Regions from separate parts of the Mus musculus genome. Here region 2 is linked to region 1. The links are chromatin contacts, called in public capture Hi-C maps. All regions are on one chromosome and are shown on one strand. The core of a region is the stretch at or near the end of the contact, and the rest is flanking DNA. Distances in the headings are between cores, read along the strand shown.

Region 1 (5,089 bases), core at 1,472-3,971:
TTGGATAGCATGTGGTTGGGTCTTGCCCATGCCCATCTCTTTCCTACAAGTGTGTGTTTCCAAGGGTTCAGGCTAAGCAGTGTTCCTTTTGGCAAATAGATTTTTCTTCAGATCTCTTTATTATCAACACGATCTAAAAGTAGTCTTTTTCATCATGTTCTAATTAAAACATTCATCTTGCCGGGTTAATTTCCTATGATCTTGTGGTGGGGGTTACTAGTTTCCTGATGTAATGTTCTAATATACCACCCTAGTAGAATAGTTAGGCTATGGTTAAACATTAAGACTACATTTCCCAACATCCCTTATAACAAGATAGCCTAAATTCTAACTACTAGGATATAAGTGAAAATATCTACAACAGTGTATAGAAACTGTCTGTATTCTATTCATTTTTAAAATTATTTTATTTTATTTTATATGTAGAGGTGTTTTTGCCTTCATGTATGCCTGTTTAATTATGTGTTCAGTACCCATGGATGCCAGAAGAGGGCATCAGATTCACTGGAACTGGACTTACAGATAGTTGTGAGCTACCATGTGGGTGCTGGGAATTGAACCCAGGTCTTCTGGGGCTAGAGAGTGATGAGAGTGTGTGGCCCTGCTAATGAGCCTACTACCCTGGGTCCTCAAGAAAAGCAGCCAGTGCTCTTAACCTCTGAGCCATCACCTCAGCCCCCCAGTTTGTTTTCTGAAACAAAGTTATCTTACCTAATAGCCCAGCCTGCCAGGGAATTCATGTGTCACCCAGAAGGACCTAGAACTTGGTGAGTTTTCAGTGTTAGTCTCCTGAGTACTGGGATTACAGGTGTGAGCCACCCCTCCAGCCAAGAAATCTTTAAAAGACATCTAGTGTGGCTGGAAAGACCATGCAGCTGTTACCGGGGTGGGGTCAGTTCCCAACAATGGCAGCTCACAAGCCATCTGTAACTGCAATTCCGAGGGATGGGTGCCCTCTTCTGACCTCTAAGGCACACATGGTACACATGCAAAAAAAAAAAAAAAAAAAAAAAAAAAAAAGCACTCCATGTAAATAAAAATAAATCTTAAAAGAAGATATCTGGTGGAGCTGAAGACATGGCTCAGTGGTTAAGAGCACCGACTGCTTTTCCAGAGGTTGTGAGTTCAATTCCCAGTAACCACATCATGACTCAACAACCATCTGTAATAGGATTTGATGCCCTCTTCTGGTGTGTCTGAAGACAGTGACAGTGTACTCAGATAAATAAAATAAAATAAAGCATTTTTTTAAAAGTATTTTAAAAAGCTATCTGGCATGCCAGCTCCTTTGCTCCTGGGAAGGAAGCATGACAGCTCCCAGTAAAGACCATGAGTTGAACCCAGCAGTGGTGGTGCATGTCTGGAATCCCAGCACTCAGGAGGCATAAGCAAGCGGATCTCTGTGAGTTAGAGGCCAACCTGCTCCAGAGTGAGATCCAGGACAGCCAGGGCTACTGTTTCAAACAACAACAACAACAACCACACACACACACAGAATGGAGGTTTCCATAGCAGAACGACATGTATGAATATAATAAAGACATGTGTGAACTTGTGTAGGAAGAGTTCCACTAAATCTTAACTGATATTCATCTTATCTTTTCAGTTTTTTTAATTGGATATTTTCTTTCTTTCTTTTTTTAAGCTTTATTTACTTATTATATATAAGTACCCTGTAGCTGTCTTCAGACACCCCAGAAGAGGGAGTCAGATCTCCTTAAGGATGGTTGTGAACCACCATGTGATCGCTGGGATTTGAACTCAGGACCTTTGGAAGAGCAGTCAGTGCTCTTAACTGCTGAGTCATCTCTCCAGCCCCTGGCTATTTTCTTTATTTACATTTCAAGTGTTATCCCCTTTCCTGGTCACTCCCACCCCCACCCCTGACACCCCCTATCCCATCCTCCCTCCCCCTGCTTCAATGAGAGTGTTCCTCCACCCATCCACTCCCACTTCCCCACCCTCATTTCCCCTACACTGGGGCATCTATCGAACCTCTATAGGGCCAAGGACCGTAGGGCAGAGGGAGTGGGGGAATAAAGGGAGTGGGAGAAAACCCGCATCCTGCCACCTCTGGGCGGGTGGATGTGGAAGACAGCGGCATGCTTCCTACTCGGCCCAGGTAGGTGATTGGCTGTAGGAAGCCGCGGAATCTCAGCTCGCCAGTGGTGGGGGGTGGACAAGGGGCAGTCTTAGGTAACAAGTTCTTAGTCTCGGGCATCCCAGACACCGCTGGACACTGCAGAAGACCTGAGAACAAAATGGGGGCCCCAGGGTCAGCTTGGTCATCCGCGGGGGAAGGGGGGGGGCGAAGGGAGGAGAGGTCAGGGAGAGAGTGGGCAGTGGGTGGTTCCCACGCCGGCAAGAATCCTTGGTCGTGTCTGTGGCTGGAGTGCAGGAAGGCCTTATGGCAGGAGGTTAGAGACGTGGTTGGGGGAAATCCTATCCCATCGTTCAAGCATGGCAGGCTTTGACTTGACGAGCAGAGACAGTCTATGGTTTTAGAGCTTTATTGTAGAAAGGCAAAGATAAAGAGAGAAGGTAGAAAGAGGGCCTTGTGGAGGGGAAGGGGAGGGAGAGGGAGAAGGAGAGCTAGAGATAAGAGTAAGAAAGGTGAGAGCTTAAAAGGAGGAGGGGCCAAGCAGCCCCTATTATAGTGGGCTGGGCTATCCTGCTGTTGTGAGGTAACTGTGGGGAGGAGACTACCTGGCTATAGTCAGGTAACTGTCGGGGTGGAGTCTAGACAGAATGCCAGGAGCTTGGGGCTTTATCTGTGTGATGGATAGTCATACACCTCTCCTGCAGGGGGCTGTGGGGGTGGTAACTTCGACAGGTGCCAGGGGTTCAGGAGACATGATTGAACACCTGTTCCATGTAGGTGGAGATCCCCAGGGTTCCAGACCTTTGCTCGACCAGACCAGGCTGTCTGTGCACAGCCCACTGCCCCACAAAGGACCTCTCCTCCCACTAATGCATGACAAGGCCATCCTCTGTAATATATGCAGCTGGAGCCACGTGTACTCTTTTGTTGATGGATTAGTCCCTGAGAGCTCTTGGGGGACTGGTTGGTTGCTATTGTTGTTCTTCCTGTGGGGTTGCAAACCCCTTCAACTCCTTCAGTTCTTTCTCTAGCTCCTCTATTGGGTACCGCTCGCTCAGTCCAATGGTTGGCTGCATCAGCCTCTCCGTATATATCAGGTACTGGCAGAGCCTCTCAGGAGACAGCTATATCAGGCTCCTGTCAGCATGTACTTCTTAGCATTCACAATAGTATCAGCATTTATTGACTGTATATGGGATGGATCCCCAGGTGGAGCAGTCTCTGGATGGCCTTTCCTTCAGTCTCTGCTCCACACTTTGTCTCCATATTTGCTCCCGTGAGTATTTTGTTCTCCTTCTAAGAAGGACTGAAGCACCCACACTTTGGTCATCCTTCTTCTTGAGCTTCATGTGGTCTGTATCTTTTCAGGTTTTTTGTTTTTTTATGTATTTATTTTTTGGTTTTTTGAGACAGTATAGCCCTGGCTGTCCTGGAACTCACTCTATAGACCAGGCTGGCCTTAAACTCAGAAATCTGCCTGCCTCTGCCTCCCAAGCACTGGGATTAAAGGCGTGTGCCACCACTGCCCCAGCATCTTTTTAGTTTTAAATGCAGAAAAACAACAAGGGCCTGGAGAGAGAGACAGCTTGCTGGCTAAGCACACCAGCTAGTTAACAAGCTGTACCACCAGCCCAGCTGGTGTCCACTGCTCTATTCTGGCCTCCATGAGCACTGAATGCCTATGGTGCACAAATAGATGCAGGCAAAACACCCATACACAGAAAAGAACAAATTTTAATTAAAATAATTCAACTGATCCAGATGGTGGTGGCACATGCCTTTAATTCCCAACACTTGGAAGGCAGAAGCAGGTGGATCTCTATGAGTTTGAGGCCAGCTTCGTCTACAAAATTAGTTCCAGGACAGCCAGGGTTACACAGTGGAACTCTGTCTCAGGGAAAAAAAAAATCAACTGAAGAATGGGTAAATAAACAGTGGTACATTTACACAGTGGAGTATTACTCAGCTATTAAGAACAATGACATTTTGCAGGCAAATGGATGGAACTAGAAAAGATCATCCTGATTGAGGTAGCCCAGACCCAGAAAGACAAACGTGGCACATACTTATAGATGGATATTAGACTTAAAGTAAAGGATAAGCATGCTGCAAACCACAGACCCAAAAAAGCTAAGTAACAAGGAGGGGGTGGGGGGGGGCATGAATCTCAATGAGAAGAAGAAATAGAATAGACTTGGGGGGGGCAGTTGTGAGATAGGAGGGGGCTGGATGGGGGTGGGAATGAGAACAAGAGGGATCAGGTCTGAAGACCTGGAATGGGTTGGGGGGGGGTCATCTCTGGGACAAGATAGAAACCTAGGGCAATGGAAACACCAGGAATCTATGTGGGTGACCTAGCTAAGACTGCTAGCAATGGGGATATGAAGCCTGATACAGCCACTTCCTGTAACCAGACAAGACTTCCAATGGAGGGCTTGTGACACCAACTCAGCCACAAAATCCTTGACCTACAATCTGTCCTGTCTGATGTGCAGGAGTCAAGATGGAGCAGACACTGAGGGAATGTCCAACCAATGACTGGCCCAGTTTGAGATCCACGCCATGAGAGGAAGCTCAGCCTTGACACTGTTAATGATATTCTGCTATGCTTGCAGACAGGAGCCCAGCATAGCCATCATCAGAGAGGCTTCACCCAGCAATTGATGGAGAGATGCAGAGACCCACAGCCAAACATGAGACAAAGCCTGGGAAAGAGGGAGAAGATGAATTGTAGGAACCAGAGGGGTCAAAAACACCAAGAAAACCTGCAGAATCAACCAACCTGACCCCATAGCAGCTCACGGAGACTGAACCACCAACCAGGGAGCCTGCAGGGAACCGACCTAGGCCTCTGCACATAGGTAACAGTTGTGCAGCTTGCTCTTGTTAGGTGTGGGACTCCTAGCAGAGGGAGCAGAGGCTGTCTCTGACTCCTTTGGCTGCCTGTCAAGTAAATACATTAATAAAAACTTGTTTGAAAATTTCATA
Region 2 (5,157 bases), core at 795-3,294, 330 kb before region 1:
GTGCATACAGTGAATGTGTTGAGGTCAGAGGATGTTTCTTTGGAGTCAGTTCTCTCCCTCGAGCATGTGAGTTCTGCAGACTGAGCACGGGTCATTGGATTTGGTGGCAGGAGCCTTTATTCATAGAGCAGTCTGCCGACCTAACCTCAGTTTTTTAAGATGAAAGAAAGAAAAAGATCACACCAAATAAATAATCAGATGGCAACAAAATAAACTAGACACCAGCAACAAAGGTTTCCTGTGTGATGGCTCAATAGCCCATGGGTCTGAATGAGAAATATGCCCCACAGGCTTATGTATCTGAGCTCTTGGTCCCTGGCTGGTGGAGCTCTTCAGGGGAGGCTGTGGAATATTTTAGGAGGTGCAGCCTTGCTGTAGGAAGCAGGCTTCTGGGGGCAGGCTTAGAGGCTGTTTCCACTGTTTTCACTTCCTGCTCCCTCTTTCTGTTTCCTGTGTAAGGATAAAAATGTGATCAGCCAGCTTCCTGCTCCATCATGTGATGCCTTCCCTGCCACAGTGGGCTTTATCCCTCAAGAACCATAGGCTAAAATTAACCTCCTACACACTTAAGTTGCTTTGGTCGTGGTATTTTATCACAGTTATAGAAAAGTAATAAATAGAATGAGTAAAAGAACTTGCCACCTACTCTGCCAATCTAGGTTCATTTTCCAGGACCTAATGGTGGAGAATCAATTCCCAAAGGCTACCTACTGACTTCCATACATTGTGGCATATGCACACACACATGCACAAAGATAAACAAATGTTCAAAAAGGATGTGTTGTATCCCACAAAGAGTGAGTTTCACTGTATATAAAGGGAAGAAAAAAAAAAGTCTGTCTTACCTGGATTGTGAGGTAAGCCAGGGTGTGACTTTTGACAAATGAATGACATCAAGGAAAGTGGAGAAGAAGAAAGCCAACCCGAGTGACTTTGGGAAACAGTGTACTGACTGGGTAGCTACCAAAAGAAGTATCTGGAAACTTTGTGCTTTAGTTGATAATTTGTTTCTTATGGGGTATGAGTAAGCAATTCTGGGACTCCTTTATATCAGAGTTCAACAATGTTCATAGATTGCGGAGAACTCCCATGTTGGAGAAAGAAGGGACATCTCTCTACACAGAATCAGCTGTCTTGATTTCTGTCTTCTTTCGCTTCATGTGTTGCTCAAATCAACAACCATGTTCCTGTTTGTTTCCGAATGGGATTCACTGTGGATGAAACAGTCTATTAGCTCATCTGTCCAAAGACATCTGGGCTGTTTCCAGTTTGGGTGATAAGTTGCTATGAACACTTCCATTCATAAATATTCATAGCAGTTTGTAACATTTTAAAGTCTACGTTTAATGATGGTTCTTAAACACTTTAACCTCCCTTATAGCCCAGCACCCACCAGAGGTAGTGGAAAACAAAAGGATATGGGGAAAGCGGTCCTGTTTAGAAAGGTTCTTTGGAGCAACTCCTGTCTGTGTTGTCAGGAAATGAGTAGTTTAGTTCACAGGTTAGCAGTGGCAGTTCGATTCACTCGTAAACATTTCATGGATTCACCAGCAGTTCAGTTTGGTAAAGTTGGGATAGCAAACACAAATTGCAGTGGTGACACTACACAGCAGAGATGGCCAGGCCTCAGCCTCCTTACTGCCACACCCACTCCAGTAGTGACTCTCATGACAGGCCCAAAAGCCTGGACGTAGTCCTGAGGTGAAAATTTCATGGAAACTTAGTCTCCTGGAACCGTGGCATCCTGTAAAATGAACGCTCCAAATCTGTCCTTGCCTTAGTCGGTGAACGGATCTGTGTGCTTTCCCTCAGTATTGTTTTATTATAAGTGACTTTAAGGATTGATTTTGACATATAGCTAAGTTAGATTAGCCTCCACCAGTGTTCCAATGTCCTAGGTAGTCCTTGAGCCAACCCTGGGCTTGGAATTCAGTAAGAATGTTACCTATTCAGTAACATTCAGAATTGCTTCTAGTACTGTAAGGGAGACAGTGAAAGAAATCAGGCATTACGATTCACTAGAATAGAGCTAATAATCTCAGGACTAGTCTACATAATACTTAGAACAATAGATAGCTGAGTCACTCCCATACACAGGAATTTACAATGGCCTAGGAAGAAGGTGGGTTGTGGTTTTAGGAGGAACTGAAGTATTATTCATGAAAGGGTCAGTAGAACGGAATTCCCCTGGTGCATGTTTTTCACTAGGCCCAGAGGAATATCGTATACTAAGGGACCCCTAGTGATGGGTTTAACAGTAGACTAGCATTGCATCAGACGAATCACCTGGCTCCTGTGTTTAGCTGATTTTTTTTTTTCCTCGAGACAGGGTTTCTCTGTGTAGTCCTGGCTGTCCTGGAACTCACTCTGTAGACCAGGCTGGCCTCAAACTCAGAAATCCGCCTGCCTCTGCCTCCCAAGTGCTGGGATTAAAGGCGTGTTTAGCTGATCTTAAGGGCTGTTCCTATCTCAGTTGTAAACACTGCCTGGCTCCCCCCTCCCCCAGCTTTTTATGTATGCATTTTCTTTGTTTTGTGTAAAGTACCATAATGCATCTCAATGTACCTAGGCAGATGTATTCACCTACCTTTCTGGTTTTTCTTCTGTATTATAAGACTGATGCTCACTTTGAAATTACATTCAGATACAGCACACTCCCTTGTGTCCGTATTTGTTTGTCACTTTTTGCTGACTCCTGCCCACCTGTACCACTCCCTCGAATTGAGGGGGGGGCCCGACTGAGGGCAGTTCGCGGCATGTACTAGTCAGCCGGAGGGACCAAGGTCAACGGGAACTCCAGGAGAAGTTCTCTGCTGTGCCTCAGCCGTTAGTTCTATAAGCAAGCTTAGCTCAGCCTCCGTCACTGTCGACTGAGTCTTTTTTATATTCCCTTCAAACATCACGTGTCCTCCACTTGTCTTACCTCAGCACGTGTCTTGTCTCAGCTGACAGCACTCTGCCAATCAGCCTAAGTTCACAGAAGCAGCAAGAAATTGTAGCACACTACCAGAAACTTTTTGGTGTGTTTCTTTTTATGGAATCCCGAAAAATGCAGCTCAACTACGCAATGTAAGGCGAACCAATAATACATGTGTGTCGTTAGTGAAGGATCCTTTATCTCGTGTCCTTTCCCATGCTTGCTTTAGCAGAACATCCTCTCTCCTGTGTCTGCTTCAGCCAAATGTTCTTTTATGAGTCTGTCAGAGCCTTTCACCTGTGTCCACTTCAGCTAAATGTTCCTTCACATGTTTGCCCCAGCAAAACACCATCCAGCTGACTTTCCAAGAACCCTTACGTTTCCACTTCAGAAGCTGTTTTTTTCACATTCCCACTCTCACCCTGCCCCAGATGCCACCAGCTTGGAGCCATGTTTTGATTTTTCCTCGGCTTCCACATTTTCAACAGGGTTAGACGGCCTAAGCCTTACATTACCCATGGCCCTGTCTGATGTTTCTTCAGGATGAGTCCTCGATCCTGGGGTCATGTTTTCTGGGAAGGAATACCCTGGAAATGGTACTGTTCACAGAGCCTCACATCTGGAGAGCTGAGTCTATTGTCTGCCAGATTTTTTCTGTCATAGCATTCCTTTTCCTTTTGAAAGTCAGTAGAAATGTCTGGAAGATATTCCCGGTTGCGTGGATAACCAGTCCATCAGCACATTTCCTCTACTCACTAGACTCAGGCATAGTCAACACTTGCTCCCTGGACCAACCAGCACTCAGGTGGCAATGTATTACTCAGGTAGTACATTTCTATTTCTGTTACCCCTTCTACTACTAGCTGGAAGCTTATCACGAGAAGTTTTGTAGTCTTATCACCTACTCATCTAGCCATTCATCATCAGTATGGCTCACAGTTCTAGTTTGAGTCAAGGGTTTGCAACTCATTCATTAAAAAGAGAAAAAAAAGATTTATCTATTTCATTTATATACACTGTACACTGTAGCTGTCTTCAGACACACCAGAAGAGGGCATCAGATCCCATTACAGATGGTTGTAAGCCACCAGGTGTTTGCTGGGAGTTGAACTCAGGACCTCTGGAAGAGCAAGCAGCCAGTGCTCTTAACCTCTGAGCCATCTCTCCAGCCCCACAATTCAGTCTTATTACTTGCTTTGGTGCTCAAACTGTCCCAGACCTGGCCAGTGGCAGCATCTCCAGGGTGGCCTCTGTATTCTGTTCTTTTGGCTTGCCCCCCCACCTCTTTTTTTTTTTTTTTTTTTTTTTTTTTTGAGATAAGCTCTCACTATTTTCCTCTGGCTAGCTTGAAACTCATTCTGTAGACCACACTCGTGCTGGGATTAAAGGTGTAAACCCTCACAAGTGACCCACTCTTTCCCTTTCTGTCATTCAAAATGTTCTAGTCTTTCCTTGTACTTTTTCTGCCCTTATTTGGAATCTTCTATTTCTTCAATGAAAGCTGGTTCCCCATAGGAAATACAATCTCGTGGAAAGCAACTTGAGTTGATAGAGTGCTTGTCTAGTTGGAAGGGTGTTTGAGTAGCCTGCATAAAGCCATGGAGTTGATTCCTAGCACCTCATGAACAAGGTGTAGTTCAGAGCCATCCTCAGCTACCGTATTGGCTGCTGTTCTGTTGCTGTGATAAGACATCATGAACAAGGTGTAGTTCAGAGCCATCCTCAGCTACCGTATTGGCTGCTGTTCTGTTGCTGTGATAAGACATCATGACTGAGGCAATTTATGGAAGAAACAGTTTGCCTTGACTTGTGGTTGCAGGAGCATAAGACTCCATCATGACAGCAGGCATGCAGGACACATGGTGAGACAGGCAGAGGTTGAGGGTACATAGCCTCAGTCACAAACAGGAAGTGGAGAGGATGCACTAAAAAACGGCGGCAGGACTCCTTAAGTCCTCAAAATCCTCCCCAAGGACATACTTCCTCCCACAAGGCCACTCTTCCCTAAGCCATCGACTGAGAACCAAGAATTCAGATACTTGAGTCTATGAAGGACATTCTCAGTTAAACTGCCGCAGCTACATTTCAGGTCTGGAGCCAGCCTTGGCTGTATAAAAACCTGCCTCAAACAATGCCAAATAAATAATAAATTTGTGGAGTATGGATCTGCTTATTTCTTCTTCTGGAAAGCAGATCCTTTTATTTAAAGTCAAGTTTATGAAACATATATCCTATTTTGT

Evidence for each region. Capture Hi-C pulls out chosen DNA fragments and counts their contacts.
Region 2: a capture Hi-C map of embryonic stem cells shows a contact between it and region 1, with 3 times the contacts expected there. The contact joins two enhancer-like sites. A contact is called at or near these places in 3 of 39 promoter capture datasets (hippocampal neurons, liver and pre-B cells), 1 of 15 datasets of contacts at CTCF or cohesin (large pre-B cells), 4 of 484 Hi-C or Micro-C datasets (the AML12 cell line, embryonic stem cells, liver and 1 more), 2 of 115 datasets of contacts at active chromatin or transcription factors (both in embryonic stem cells) and 1 of 9 other capture datasets (embryonic stem cells).

What each region holds. Positions count from the first base shown.
Region 1 is chr6:29,637,085-29,642,173 of GRCm38.p6, forward strand. No RefSeq gene overlaps it. Among named protein-coding and RNA genes, the nearest start is that of Tnpo3, 30 kb to the left of the region's middle. Within about 2 kb of position 2,722, at least 16 of the 459 cell types and tissues checked have an H3K27ac peak or open chromatin away from gene starts, as enhancers often do. A contact at or near this core is called in embryonic stem cells, where this site is marked.
Region 2 is chr6:29,306,542-29,311,698 of GRCm38.p6, forward strand. No RefSeq gene overlaps it. Among named protein-coding and RNA genes, the nearest start is that of Fam71f1, 10 kb to the right of the region's middle. Within about 2 kb of position 2,045, at least 27 of the 459 cell types and tissues checked have an H3K27ac peak or open chromatin away from gene starts, as enhancers often do. A contact at or near this core is called in embryonic stem cells, where this site is marked.